Regions from separate parts of the Danio rerio genome. Here region 1 is linked to region 2. Evidence: chromatin contacts called from public HiCAR-type data. All regions are on one chromosome and are shown on one strand. The core of a region is the stretch at or near the end of the contact, and the rest is flanking DNA. Distances in the headings are between cores, read along the strand shown. Region 1 holds the start of ptafr (platelet-activating factor receptor). Region 2 holds the start of ctsl.1 (cathepsin L.1).

Evidence for each region. HiCAR-type assays count read pairs that join an accessible place to other places.
Region 1: a contact with region 2 is called in a HiCAR-type map of caudal fin, with 8 times the contacts expected there. The contact joins the promoter of ptafr here to the promoter of ctsl.1 in region 2. A contact is called at or near these places in 4 of 18 Hi-C or Micro-C datasets (embryo, fibroblasts, hematopoietic stem cells and 1 more) and 1 of 4 datasets of contacts at active chromatin or transcription factors (caudal fin).

What each region holds. Positions count from the first base shown.
Region 1 is chr17:29,455,394-29,463,050 of GRCz12tu, reverse strand. It overlaps ptafr (platelet-activating factor receptor), which reads left to right and starts at 4,107. Exons shown (of 2, transcript XM_001342336.7): 1 at 4,107-4,189. The region is part of intron 3 of LOC141378579; the gene reads right to left.
Region 2 is chr17:28,946,718-28,953,518 of GRCz12tu, reverse strand. It overlaps ctsl.1 (cathepsin L.1), which reads right to left and starts at 5,327. Exons shown (of 9, transcript NM_001002368.1): 1 at 5,300-5,327; 2 at 5,007-5,107; 3 at 3,380-3,522; 4 at 2,967-3,164; 5 at 2,675-2,866; 6 at 1,894-2,059; 7 at 1,601-1,706; 8 at 1,406-1,508; 9 at 1,027-1,243. The coding sequence starts at 5,106. The coding sequence ends at 1,409.

The DNA of each region.
Region 1 (7,657 bases), core at 2,858-5,357, 510 kb before region 2:
TGTTGCCAGTACCGTTTTTGTACAAGTATATATTAGATTTTAAAATGTGAATTTTCATACAATGAGTTAAATATAATTTGCGGTAAACATACCCTGACAACACTTGAATGTTTTGCTCCACAACATAAACTACACAGACTTCAAATACCTGCTTTCTAAAATATATGTTTTTGCTACGTGTCTTATTAAGATTGTACAGCATACTGCTAAAGGATTGTCAAGTTATGTTAATCATTATTATTTTTTCTAAATGAAAAAAAAAAAAATCCTGCTTATTTAAAAATTCCCATTTAAATATCCAAAGAAAACCCCTGCTGAATGACTCTTCTGGGTTCTGACTTTACATGAACCAAAATCTCTAAAGAAGATATCAAGAACCTTGTTGAGTCTATTCCAGTAGTTATGGAATTATCTCACAGCAATAGAAAAATAGAACTGATAGCCTGGGAAAAGTCGAATGACCGGAATTTTCTGATTAATTTACCCTCTTATAGTTGTATACACACACAACTGAATCATGGTCCTTTGAGATCTCAGACCTCAAGTCAGACCTGTAATCCCCAGAGGCAGGCAACTTGTGTTGTATTCTGATAAGCAAACATGAGAAGAATACAAATAAAAGCCAAAAAAGCGAGCCAACGAGACAGCTTCAATGATTGTGTCCAGCTAAAACCATACAGAGTAACCTCCACTAATATTTGAGCTTGTTTTCATGTTTTTGGATACGATCAGAGACTTTTTTTGAAAACCCTTTTAAATGATTACTGTGATGTTGGTAACATTGAATTGTAGTTTTGGGAAAATGTTTTGGCTTTAAGAGCAAACTAACTCCTGCTATTCTCCAGCACTGATTCTTGGGAAAGTTTTTAGCTCCTTCAATCATCCTCTTAACAGTGTGTTTGGATAGACACATTTCCACTTCAAAGTGGAATCTTAACCCTTCCAGATTACTGGAATTTCCTAATTACTGCCCTGGGATTATCAACATTTTCTTTTAGCCACTTTACATTTTATGAACAATATTTTACTGTAAAACACAGCGCTGTTCTTTAAGTCTTATCACCTCTGAATGACTTAGTGTGGTTGTTTTATCTCATATTTATACCTTGCAAAACCGGAGGTCAAGGTCAGCAATTTCCTGTTCCTATTTCAAAAAACAAATGTGCTAAATAGGACTTAAAGTGGTTCTTCTTTTGACTCAATATAACACCTATAAAAAAACTGTTAAGCACAGTAATGGTTCTTCTGTGTTTTGTTTTTAATTTTAGCTTGATTGAGGCCCTATATAGCACTGTCTTTAAAAGATATAGGTGTTACGATGAAGCACTTTTGAGCTGCACTACAGTGCAGGCCCGTGCAGAGACCGTTCAAAGGGCATGTGCAGGATAATTTTTTTTGAAGTGCGTGGGAGGCGGGGGGGTGGTGTTGTTGTTGCGCTGTTGTCGCGCTGTTGTCGCGCGCGTACTGAAGAGTGGTGTTGTCGCGCGCGTACTGTAACGCCCCATTCACACGGGGCTTCAGCGTCAATGCTTGACTGAAGGCGTGTCTGAAGTTGGGTCTGAAGCAATCGTCATAAAAGCATCAGCCAATGAAATTCAGTCAGCAATAGGCCACTGTCTGAGCTGGTGTATTTGCATACAGTGATCTGATTGGCTGACGCTTTCATCGGCGCTTGAAAAGTTGAGCTAGTCCCAACTTCTGCAGCGAGCTTCTGAAGCGGCGCCAATGGATCCACAATGCAGTTCGGCAACGCCTGACGTCACCCATTCAAAGTGAATGGGAAGCGTTGACGCTGACGCCCCATGTAAATAGGGCGTAACACCCTATTGAGCGCGCGTACTCAAGAGCGGTGTTGTCACGCGCCTACTGAAGGGCGGGACGGAGGGTGTGTCGCGTCGCGGGGGCACTTTTGATCATTTTGGAAGGGCACTTTATATCCAAGACTAAAAAGGGCATGTGCACTGCACAGGTTGAGCCCTATGTGTGCACGTGCCTACTACAGTGGATCAGCAATCAACATTGACATTTATACTTAACTGAACTGAATATCGACATTGACACTGATATTATACTAAACTGAACTGAATCAGTTTTAAAGAGCACCTATGATTAAACTTTCGGAAACTGTTTGGACAGAACTGTCTGTATGTATATGTGTCCACTGTCATATTGGAATAATTAATTAAAACAGGACCCCAATCCCAGTGATTTTGAGGCCCACCGCATTGTGACGCAGGAATGCGGTTTTCTCCAATAGTATTTGGATGCAGCCTTTATGATGCAAGCTGAGATTGCATTCCTCAGCGATGCAATGTCAGACACAATTTACTCAATAGAGTGCGTGACATCACTGTGAGGGGTAGGGTTAGGGGTGGGGTTAAGTGAGTGCATTAAAAATCATTGGATGCAGCTCAGATTGCACTGCAACAGGCCTGCATCCAGGTCTGCATGTGTGTGTGTGCTGCAAACGCAATTTGTGTGAGACTCATCATTTCAGATAGGCTTGAATAAACTCGCCAACAAATAAATCAAATTAACTTGGTATATATGACTAATAAACTGTATTTCAGCGTAATCAGTGTCTGTTTCTGTGCTATTTATCTGACGTAATGCATGATGAGAAGCAGGCATGGACATGGGAGAGGTGGGCAGGCAGAAGCAGTTCATTTTCATTTAAAGTCACAGGCTCCAAAAACAGTAACTGTATACTCAGACAGCAAAATGAGCAGATTCTGGAGGCTTTAATAAATAATCTGATGAGTATTTTGAGCTGAAACTTTACAGACACATTCTAGAGACACCAAAGGCTTATCCTACATCTTGTAAAAGGGGTAAAATGGGTGCGCTTTAATGTAGTTAGAAGTACACCAGCATTCTACCTCTAGTCTCCGCAATCGGGGCTGTTGTTATGGTTTTTATTCTCTTTCCGTCATCAATGTTAAGCTGCTTTGACACAATCTACATTGTAAAAAAGCACAATAGAAAAAAAATGAATTGAATTGAACTTAAAGTGTTTCCCCCATGATTATGATCCAAAGGTGGCTGAGAGAGCTGAAATACATGCAAATTAATAAAACACATGCAAATAAAAAACAGTAACAAATTGAACAAAAATTAATTCAGTTGCTTCCTGAAGAGTCAGCTGTATTGTCAGAATGATTTTTGACATTTATTTTAACAGCCTGATCAGACTGTTCCTTGTTTGTATTTTTGCAGCTATAGTAATCTGACCAAAAGTCAAATAGCAATGAAAGATTCCTCAAAAAATATATTTCTTATATAAATTCATAAGGGTGTCAATAATTATAAATTTTGCAAACATATTTGCTTTTAATAAGAATGTGCTACATTTGCAATGATTTCCTTGATAGTTATGATTTTTGTTTTAAAAAAAGTGTAAAGTTGCACTTATTTTCATTCATTTATTCATTTTCTTTTCGGCTTAGTCCCTTTATTAATCAGGGGTTGCTACAGCAGAATGAACCGCCAACTTATCCAGCATATGTTTACGCAGCGGATGCTCTTTCAGCTGCAACCCAACACTGGTAAACACCCATTCACACTCAGACACACACATATACTACAGACAACTTAGCTTATTCGATTCACCTATTGCACATGTCTTTGAACTGTGGGGGAAAGAGACACTGCAGCGACTTTCTTGCTGAGGCAATCATGCTACCCACTGCGCCACTATGACTCCCCCTGTCCCCTATTTTTTCTTAATAAAATATTACTTTTTTTGGAACCACTAATTGTTACATTTTGTTGTGACACATGGTTATTAAAATGTTGATAAAAAAGAAAAATATTTAAAAAGATGAAAATTATTATGTATTTTCATATACAATAAATATCACTATATTAAGAAGTGTCCAACAATAAAGATAAATCGTTCTTATGATATTTGTACATTATTATGAGTTTTTCTTTTTTTGCTATGGCACACCAAATGACACTTTCTCACACTTGTTATTTTATTTTATTGCTTATTTAGTTTAATTTCCTTGGCTACATCTAGAGAAAGAGAGAGAGAGAAAGAGAGAGAGAGAGAGAGAGAGAGAGAGAGAGAGAGAGAGAGCTGAAGGCGTGAAAGAAAGAGGTGTAACTGCGTTTCAGATACGACGAAGAGTTGAAAGTTTCTAAAAGAGCAGCGCGAGCAGCACCTTCACTCACTGGCATTTATAAGGTAGGTCAAAGGATAAATGCAACTTTATGCTCATTCTCAAATAAAAAAAGCTACTTACACCGTGTCTGTACTGTGGGCGATGAAGTGACAAAAACCGCTCGCTTCTTATGTGACATACTAACGTTAGATGCTATCTCTCACAGTATATAGGCTACTCGTGTTTACTTCTTGTCTCATCGTCTTGCTTAGTCAAAATTTTGTTCAGATATCATACGACTCAGAAAAAGCGAGTCGAACTGTCATAGTCCTACATGTATCTTTTTTTTATCTCAAGAGTTTGTTGGTGCTTCATTACAACTACAATACGTTAACGATCATTGTTCTGTTTTGCGTATTGCGAAACACGTTTATTGGTGTAAGACAACAAAATTCCCACAATGTAAACGAGGAACATGTAATGCCGGAAAAGCCCACTGTATGTTTCATAGGCAATAAAGATGCCTCGTGGGATGAAATACCTAAATGGAAAGCATGTCGTCAGAACAGTGCGGATGTTGCAATGCAAATAAGCAATAATGGCACATATGTGGTGCTGAAAACTATATTTTAGGGGAACCCGGAGCTAGGTGTAACAGGTGCTGTGTCTGTGAATTCTGTCCTGTTAACAAAATTAAAGTATAATAATATTTTTTTTGCTTAGTAAAAAGTTAATAAAACCACAAATAGCATTTCAGACAGAAAGTCTACTGTATAATGATGCCACGACGACGATGCTATATAAATTTTAAATATGCGACGTGTTTAAAAGTATATATGCAATATCAAGTTTTCCCCCATTCTACTCAGTAGTGTTTGGGTTCTCATAATACTTTTCGGTTGCTAAATAATTGATAAATAATGTCCAGTTAATATCATGGGTGGTGATAGAAACTAAAAAAAAATTAAAGTCAAGAATTTGCTGTCTGTATGTGTATTAAAAGAATAAGAAACACATGCACAAATAAATGAATGCAACTAGAAAATCTGTTTCAAGAATTTTGCATAAGAAGTGTGATGGTAATCTGACATAAGTCCTTTGAAACTACTGTTGTAGCATAGGGTCGTGGTTTACATAAAATGCAGCTTCACTGATTCACTTCCTGCTTATAGGAGATTGCAGATAAATATGCAATGATACAAAAACCCAAATGCTGTAGCTTTCAGTAAATGTAACGATAAGAAAAAAGAATGCATATCTGTTCTCGCTGTGCGCCAGAGAAAACAGATGTTGCTTTTCTCCCACATTTCATGAAAGTGACGTGTGATTTTTTTTTCATCTATCTCTGTGTAATGTGAAGTCAATTGCACTTATAGTATAGTAAAAGTATAGGAAGCATACAGTGCATGTCATGTAAATATCATCATTGGTAATGTTTTTACTGTTTAATCTCTCAGTGTAAATGCTTGTTTAAGTGGGTAAAAACACATGTGATTGGTTGTAAATTCTGTAATTAATTAACAGTATTTTGCAGCATCTCACACATTATGAAAACGAGGTTGAGGAAATAAGTTTAACTTGCAGGAAATACATCTCTAGACTGTGTGTTTATGCTATTGTTCAATGCAAACATGAACTGCAAATACCCCTCAAACATTTCATCTAAACAGAAAGAGTCCATATTATGGTTCTGTGACACTATGAAAACATTTACTGCTTTTAAAAGTGTTTATACTTTTAAAATGGTACCTGGCCTGCCAAATGATAACTGGCCCTGCAGGCAGAGGACATCAACATGACGGCATATTGACCTTGTACCCTAATGTCATAGGGATGTTAGATTTTTTTTTGGAAATCGAGTTGACGTCAGAATCCAACGTCAGGCCGACGTCAATGTCCAATGTCTAACCTGAAATCAACCAAATATCAATATCTTATCATGTTACATTTTGACATTGTGTGGACGTTACCACCATGACATCTATCAGACATTGGATTTTGGTCACTTTCCAACACAACCTAAAATCAACCAAATATCAACGTAACGCCATTATTGGACGTCAAAATAAAAAATGTCCTTACACTGGCTACACATTGAATTTTGCAATCTGTGTCATAGCTTCTTACTGCTAAAATTAAGTGAGTGTTAGTTAAAACAGGAATTGATACACAAATGGAACACAAATAAAAAAAAATGACATTTTATTTCTGTTAGCAAGTTGAACTCAAATAAGGGAGATATAGCTTATAAAAATACAGAACACTTATGACAGAACATGGCTGAAACAACTTCGAAATTGTACTTTGCTGTTGCTTGCTGCTAGATTATGTCACTGGCAATACTTTCAGTGGACTAATTAGCAAAACACTCATTACTCAATTGGCTAGTAAGACTATCACACAGATGGCAGTCATGCATTTGCTCTGGGCAGGGGAAATAAATAATACAAATATATTTCATGTCTCAGCCTCTTGAGATTATCTAATCGCAATGTTTCAAATCCCGTTTGTGATTTCGATTAATTGCACAGCCCTAACCTGACGTCATGACCTAAATCTAACTTAATATTACAGCATCTTATGATGTTGTGTGCCTGCTGGTTGATGACATTAAATATGGCATTTTTATTAAAGAAAGAATTAATTTCATTAATACATTACAAGTTTAAATTGTAAGTAAATACAAAAATATATCTAAAAAACAAAATTATAAATTTTCATTATAAATTAACAGTAAAACTTATGCCACCTAATCTTACTACAGTAACTTAACACTAAATACCAGTTACCATACTAATCTAACTCAGACTCAAATAACAGCAAACAGTAATCTAAGTATACTACAAAAAAAAAAAAACAGTTCAGCAATTCTTTTGCAGAAACATGGCCATATTTGTAGTTTCTGCTAAAAAAAGACTCCTCTCCTGATTTTCTGCATGTTCTGATCTGAATCATAAGACATCATAAAATCGAGTACATAAAATAAGCAAGTTTAGCAATAATTGATATTACAGTTATATTTCTTTCAGGTTACTGATTTAATGTGTTGTCTATTTATTTGTTTATATAAAGAAGCATATTCCCATATTTTCTACCTAGCACACTTCTGATTTCAATCAACGGGAATGTTATTGACAACGAAACCTGCATTCTGATTTACCTCAAGTATATACTGGTTAGCAGCACTAGATTTCAATCAATGATCAGATAATATTGTTTTATTTTTTTAAATAAACACATCGAAAATATGGGCCAAGCAGTAGGTAGTGCTGTCGCCTCACAGCAAGAAGGTCACTGGTTCGATCCTTGGCCTAGTTGGCATTTCTGTGTGGAGTTTGCATGTTCTCCCTGTGTTTACATGGCTTACCTCCGGTTGGTCTAGATTTCCCCCACAGTCCAAAGACATGCAGTACAGGTGAATTGGGTCGGCTAAATTGTCCGTAGTGTATGAGTGTGTGTGTGAATGTGTGTGTGGATGTTTCCCAGAGATGGGTTGCGGCTGGAAGGGCATCCGCTGCGTAAAAAAATGTGCTGGATAAGTTGGCGGTTTA
Region 2 (6,801 bases), core at 4,078-6,577:
AGTAAGTGATGAAGGCAATATGGACAAATCAGGAAAAGCACACTTAAAATCATATCTATTTTTTTACAGACAAAATCAAAGTTAATGCCATTAAAGAAAGTAAATAATAATAATGTGATTTCTCAAAATGTATTAATGATAGATTTCTAACTATAAAATATGAATCGGCTCTCTGAAAATGTGACTGTAGTATTTTAAATCTGCACAAACTACAGAAAAGAGAATCACAGAATATGATAAATGTGACTATTAATGACGAATTATGTGGCTGCACAAAAAAAAAAAAACATAATAACTCTGGGTTAAATAAATAATAAATCTTATTACAATGTCTGTTTAAGCCGAGTTTATTTGAGTATTAAAAACAGCATCTGTTTCTTAACACCAACCGGACCAGAGAGACTTCCTTTGAAAAGAAACCTCCAACTGAAACACTCCATTGGGACCTAAAGCTCCTCTAAACTGTAGTAATGTTTTACTTTCATTAAATGTATTTTCATGGTTTGTTCAGTCACTGACAGATGGGAAGGAATAGAAGTCCCTGTGACCGTCTCTCTTGAGAAAGTAAAAGCTTATGTATTTGTCCCAGTTATCTCAAGTTTCAAGCAGAAGCTTCCAACAAATCTCCAGACATCATTGAGTCTTCCATGATTTTTCTTTTTCTCAGCATATAATTCCTGGCTATTTTAAAGACTTGCATTTTGCCACAGCCATAGCACCCTGCAGCCCAAGACCAGTTACTCACTGAAGCTAAGCAGGGATAATTCTGGTCAGTACCTGGATAGGAGACCACATGGGAAACCCGATAGCTGTTGGAAGTGGTCTTAGTGAAGCCAGCAAGGGTCACTTAACCTGCAGTCCTAACCGCTATATAAATACACATTACATTGTTATCCCATTAGTATTTCAGTGTATTTGAAAGGATACTTATACTTAGCATTGCGCTGATTCTGAATTATGAAAACAAAAAGTAAAACCACAGGAATTACTGTAAAATATACTCCACACAAATGTATTACTTTTTAGACATTTTTATTTCCTATTTTAAATTAACAGTGTTTTCCTAGACAGGGGCATTAAAAATGATAACAGCTAATGTCAGTTCATCAGAACATTTAAAATGTTAATTCAAATATGAATTAAAATGAGTTATGATTGAGGTATTATGGTAAAATCATTCAAATGGTCTACATTTCACTTTTCTTTTCTCTTCTTTGCTCCAGATCCATGTCTCTCTTTCCTGCTGAAAATAATCATTTTTATTTTATTTTGTATATTTTACTAACTGCAGAGTAAACTATTAAAATATGCTATGTAATATTATTATATGTTAAGCATTTATAAATATTTATTTAACTTGTTCAGTTCCGTCAATTAATGAAATCATGAAATTTGTTGAGCTCACCTTTTAGACCAGAGGGTAACTGGCTGCAGTGGCAATGCCACACTGGTTGCTCTTGTTTCTCGACATCAAGATATAGCCCTTAACACCCCAATCCAGGCCCCAGCTAAATTCACAACAGTTTAACTGTTAGTTGACATGTTTTTGATTCCTCCAATCTTTCATTTAAAACATTAATGTATTGTCTTTTTATTTTACCTGTTCTTGACAATCCAATAGTCATCACCATTGCTACTTCCATAACCAACAGCCAGAACACCGTGATCTAATTCAGAGCTGCTGCAGTCAGGCTCATCATAGACACCTGTAAATATTCATATTAATCATCAACTTGTCAGTTAATTAGTTTGAATAAAAGTAATATAATATATAACTAAATATAATATATATAATTAAAATTTTATTTACTTCTAAATGTGTGGAAACACCCTTAGCCCTTGTGAACATCTATTGTTAGCCCTTGTAGTATTTCTCTCAGAAAGACTGGTTACCTGATGAATAGAGCTGAAAGCTGCTGTGTCCAGCATCTATGGCAACAGATATGGGGCCGATAGTGGCTACAGCCTCCTGCAGTGCACTTTCATCTCCACTGGCGATATCAACATACCCTGTGCATGAGGCACCTACAGTGCTTGGGTTGAAACGGCACTCACCATCCTGTGTGGAGAAAAATTCAAATGACTCAGATTGATTTAAGAAGCTCAGAGTATAGTTTGTTTCCATTTATATATTGGCATACTGTTTTTCAAAGCTGTCTTTATTTGATAGCACACAGATGAACAGTATGGAAGGCCATCGGGGTCAAAAGTCAAAACACACACACACACAGTTTAACAATTAAAACACATTAACATGAGACTTATTGGTTCATGATGGATATTTTAATAGTGTACGGGAATGTAGGCATACAAACATCAGAAGACATTTATTTAATAACTTCTGTATTAATTTATCAAAACCATATGGACTATGCTGTGTGGAAAATAAGGATTAGCGAAAATTACAAAAAAAATTTTTAAATAGGTATGCTTTTTTTTTTACACACACAAGGCATACTGCTTTTAAAAGTATTTTCAATTTTATAGCATACATATGAATGTGAGCACTTAACACAGGCACAACGATTTATGTTTGTGAAGATGCTTTTGGCCTCAATGACCTTCCATATACAGTATGCCATACATGACAAGCTGCACATTAAACACACTGTCCCTCTACCCTAAAATCTACTTTAATACTAAAGTCATTCTCCCAAACATTATTAGGGCTCACCTGGGCTTCATAGGGGTAGGAGTCCTCTGTATCCAGACCTTTATTGGCTTCGATGTACTGGAAGGCCTGATCCATAAGTCCTCCATCACAGCCATAGTTCCCATAAGAACCAGAGCAGTCCACCAGCTGCTGCTCACTTAAAGACACCAGTTTCCCTGTCTTCCTGAATGTCTGACCCTCCAGGGAACCAGTCTGAATAAAGGAAAATGAAGGACATTAAATGCTGAACTATATGTGCTGCATATACATTTGGCATCTAAGATCTGTTTGTAAAGAGAATTGTAGGTCTTACTGCACTGAAGGCCCAGCATGATCCACACTGTTTCTGATCTTTAATATCAGTCACATAGCCCTTGTCCCTCCAGTCCACTGTATCAGGCACCACAGCAGCCTTTCTCAGCCTGAAGAATGTAGATCCACCACGGGCCTTAGTGTTATTCATGGAGCCCAGACATCCACGAAACACCAGTTGTCTGTATTCCTCATTACTCTGAGAGAGGACATAGGGATGAATTATGATGAAATCTGAAGTTTTATAATGAATGTAATTATTAGATAATTTTAAACAAAACATATTATAGACTAACTCTGACGTTGATTATTTATATATTTATTATAATAAAAAATACACTACATGTTCCTACTAATAATGATAATCGATGTCACTAAAAAGACCTGTGTTTTGAGTTTGTTTTAATTTCCTACCATGTCAGCAAAGTATGTCATGCCAAGTCGGTAGGATTTCAAACCCTGATCTGCCATCATGTTGTGGACCAAAACCAGTTTGCGATTGGTCAGCCAGGTCAGCTGACGGTGTGACTCTTCCTCTGCAGATCTGTAGCTCTTTCCTAAAGCATAAGAGAACATTTTATGATGCATTATGATTTAACCAGTATTTACTTATATTCTCTGCAAAAGGTTTTGTTTGTTAAAATAGTTTTAACTGGCATTTATAAGAAAAAAATGAACAGCATAGTTCATCCAAAAATGAAAATCATTCATGATTTTCTCATCCTCCACTTCTGGTTTTAAACCTGTTTTAGTTTTTGCGATTTGTTTATGAATGACATTTGTTCGACACTCGACCTGAGGCACATTTATACATACTTTAAACAACCTGTTTGACTAGCGATATACCCGTAACCTCGGAAAGTCAATTCTTGTGCAAGTTTAGGAAACACTAGAATATAAACTTAACTAAAACTAAACTCAAAGAAATGAAAAGGACCACTGTGAAAAAGATGCAGTCAGCAAATTCAGACAAATCGGCATATTATCATCTCAAAAACAATGCAAGTATCAGATGTTTTGTTTCCAGTTAAGACTTAGTGAAACTTGTCCGTGCAGCAGTGTGTAACGGACTCCTCACTGACCAGTAAATGACTATACTGTAAAAAAAAAAATCTGTTAATTAGAATCTGTTATTTTTGTGATTTAAAGATTTTCTTTTCAGTTGTTTATTTAGGAATTGCATTATAGGACCTTGATCTCTGCTCTGTCGAATTTTGATGTTGAAAATTCAACATCAGTTTAACATCAGAGTTGCTTTTATTGACATATTAATAGTTTAAAACAATATCTGTAAAATATTATATATAAAACAATATATCGTAAAAGAATTTTGAAAGAATTTGTAATCCGAAAAAGTGGCAGTTTATTTATAGATTTTTGAACTGTAACAACAACCCAGACAATTTATTACTTCAAACTATTAAAATATCTAAAAGTGGGGACTTTTTCAAACTTTTTTACATTAAGTTCTTAAGTTTTTGGAGGAAAGAACAAGATGTTGTTACAGTGCAGGCATCTGACCAGAACAATGAAAGACAATCAAAGCACATCACACCAGTCCTCAGGTCTTTACACTGGCTTCTAATTAAAGTAGATTTTAAATGATTTTTAATTGTTTATAAATCAGTAAATGGCCTAGGACCTTAAAGCATTGCAGTTATGCCCACAGAGTATAAACATAACAGATCAATCTTATCAGTATGATTGAGTGAATAAAAAATTCCAAGAGCTCAGTCAAAGCATGCTGAACCTGCTTTCAGCTACTATGCCAACCGCAGCCTCCAGAAATGATCAGATGCTGATCTGATCACGCTATTCATACATCTCTCTTTTTAAACCTTTTAACCATTTCTTAATTACTTATTTTATTATTCCTTTAAAAAAAAAAATTATTTTAAGTACTTTGAATTAGACCTGCCATTGTCTATGAAACGTGTTATATAAAAAGCCCAAACTTGCCTTGCCTATTTTGAATTAGTTATTGCAGTCACTAAGGAGAACCTGCAATTTGCTACAGCTAAGAAAAAAAAGCTAGACTTACCAAACTTCAGTTTCCAGGCGTGAAACTCCATGTCCTCCAGAGAAAGACTGGCAGCACTGGCAACAGCCAGAAAAGCAGCAGCAACGACCAGAACCCTCATCCTGCACAGAGAAAAGAAATCAGACAAATGTGAGGTCGCATAGAGGTGCGTAAGATAAAACAGACTCAAGTGTCTGATGTCATCATTTCAGGTTTTCTGTCACGCACCCACACATTTGTCCTCAGTACAGTAACAGTATTTTTAGTTCCATAGGAGGCCTGAAATCTGGTTCAACCTGAGTTTGAATACTTACTTGTTGTGGTGCAAGATCTATAGATTTCCTTGTCACCTGTGTGTCAGCATTTGTCTGAATGAACATCCGGGTTTATATAGGAGTCTTTGGTGTCGGTGGTCAGGTGCCTCTCATAAAATCATAAACAGAAAAGCATTGCTGAGTGCAAAGATGAAAAAGGGAAATTGCGTAAGAGCAATATTGCGTGTGGTGTATATGGGTGTAATGCCGGGGAACACATTGAAGGGAAGTTTCCTGTAAATATCAGCCAGGTTCTTTTTTTAATCGTTGTGGTATAAAAGTTATGTTTAATTACATTGTTCCTTTATAAAAAAAAATGCATTAGTCATACCACTGAAAACACCTATGTCATACTTTTTTCTGTTGAGCTTGCATTTTTTACAAGGTTTCCAGGAACAACTTGCATGTGACTTTCCTTCAGAACTGGCATAGAAACACATCAAGAGTGACACACATCATAACCTGAAACCACGCCCACCAGGAGAAAAACAAGCCGACCATCTCTATTGACTTTGCATGGCAGGGAGCTGCCTCTGACTTTTAACAACAATAAAAACTGAACATTGTCTAAAAAATTGCTTTGTGACAAGATGTACAGTAAACAAGTTGAAAAATCAACAATTTAAAAAATTTCATTCTTTTGTTCATTCATTCATTTTCTTTTCGGCTTAGTCCCTTTATTAATCGTGGGTCACCACAGCGGAACTGCTTATCCAGCATATGTTTTACGCAGCAGATGCCCTTCCAGCTGCAACCTGTCACTGGGAAACACTCATACACTCTCATTAACACATGCACTATGGACAATTAAGCCTACCCAATTCATCTATATGGCATGTCTTTGGACTTATAGGGGAAACCATAGCATGCGGAGGTCACCATTCCTTTTGTTTTGCAGATTTATGCAACAAAGGCTCATTCTGAAAACGAAGCCCTATATAAATTTCTGGTATATAACTGGTAGATCGCAAACTATTTAGCCAGAGCTATGTGCATTTCATCTTTAAAACAAACCAGGGAGTATGATGCCGTTCCTTTTCTTGCTGACCGCTTACCTCCGTATGGACGGCTTTTCTGCTGTTGCCAGTTTGTCCGGGAGCTCAATATGTACGTCAGCGGACTTCAGATGCAGAGCAGAGTTGACTGTGACAACGGGTTTCGAGTCTGGTGCAGAATGGTTCCAGAAAGCATGTAAGACCAAAACAACAAAATAAAATAAACAAGTAAAACACAGGGTGAGAATGAGATAAAAATCAGGGAGCTTTTATTTTTCTGAATTGCTTTTTAAAAGTCAGTCGGTGCTTTTTAAAACACTATTGGTTGGATTTAGGGAAGAGGGAGGGTGGGGGTATCAGTCGGTTAGTCAGTCAGTCTGTTGACAGCAGTCTCTGGTGGATTTACATGAGAACAGCAGGCGTGAATGGCACTCGCAAGAGAATTTTGAGATCTAAAAAAGCGTATACAGCATCCTCTCTCCAGAAATATATAAGGGGTACGTAATC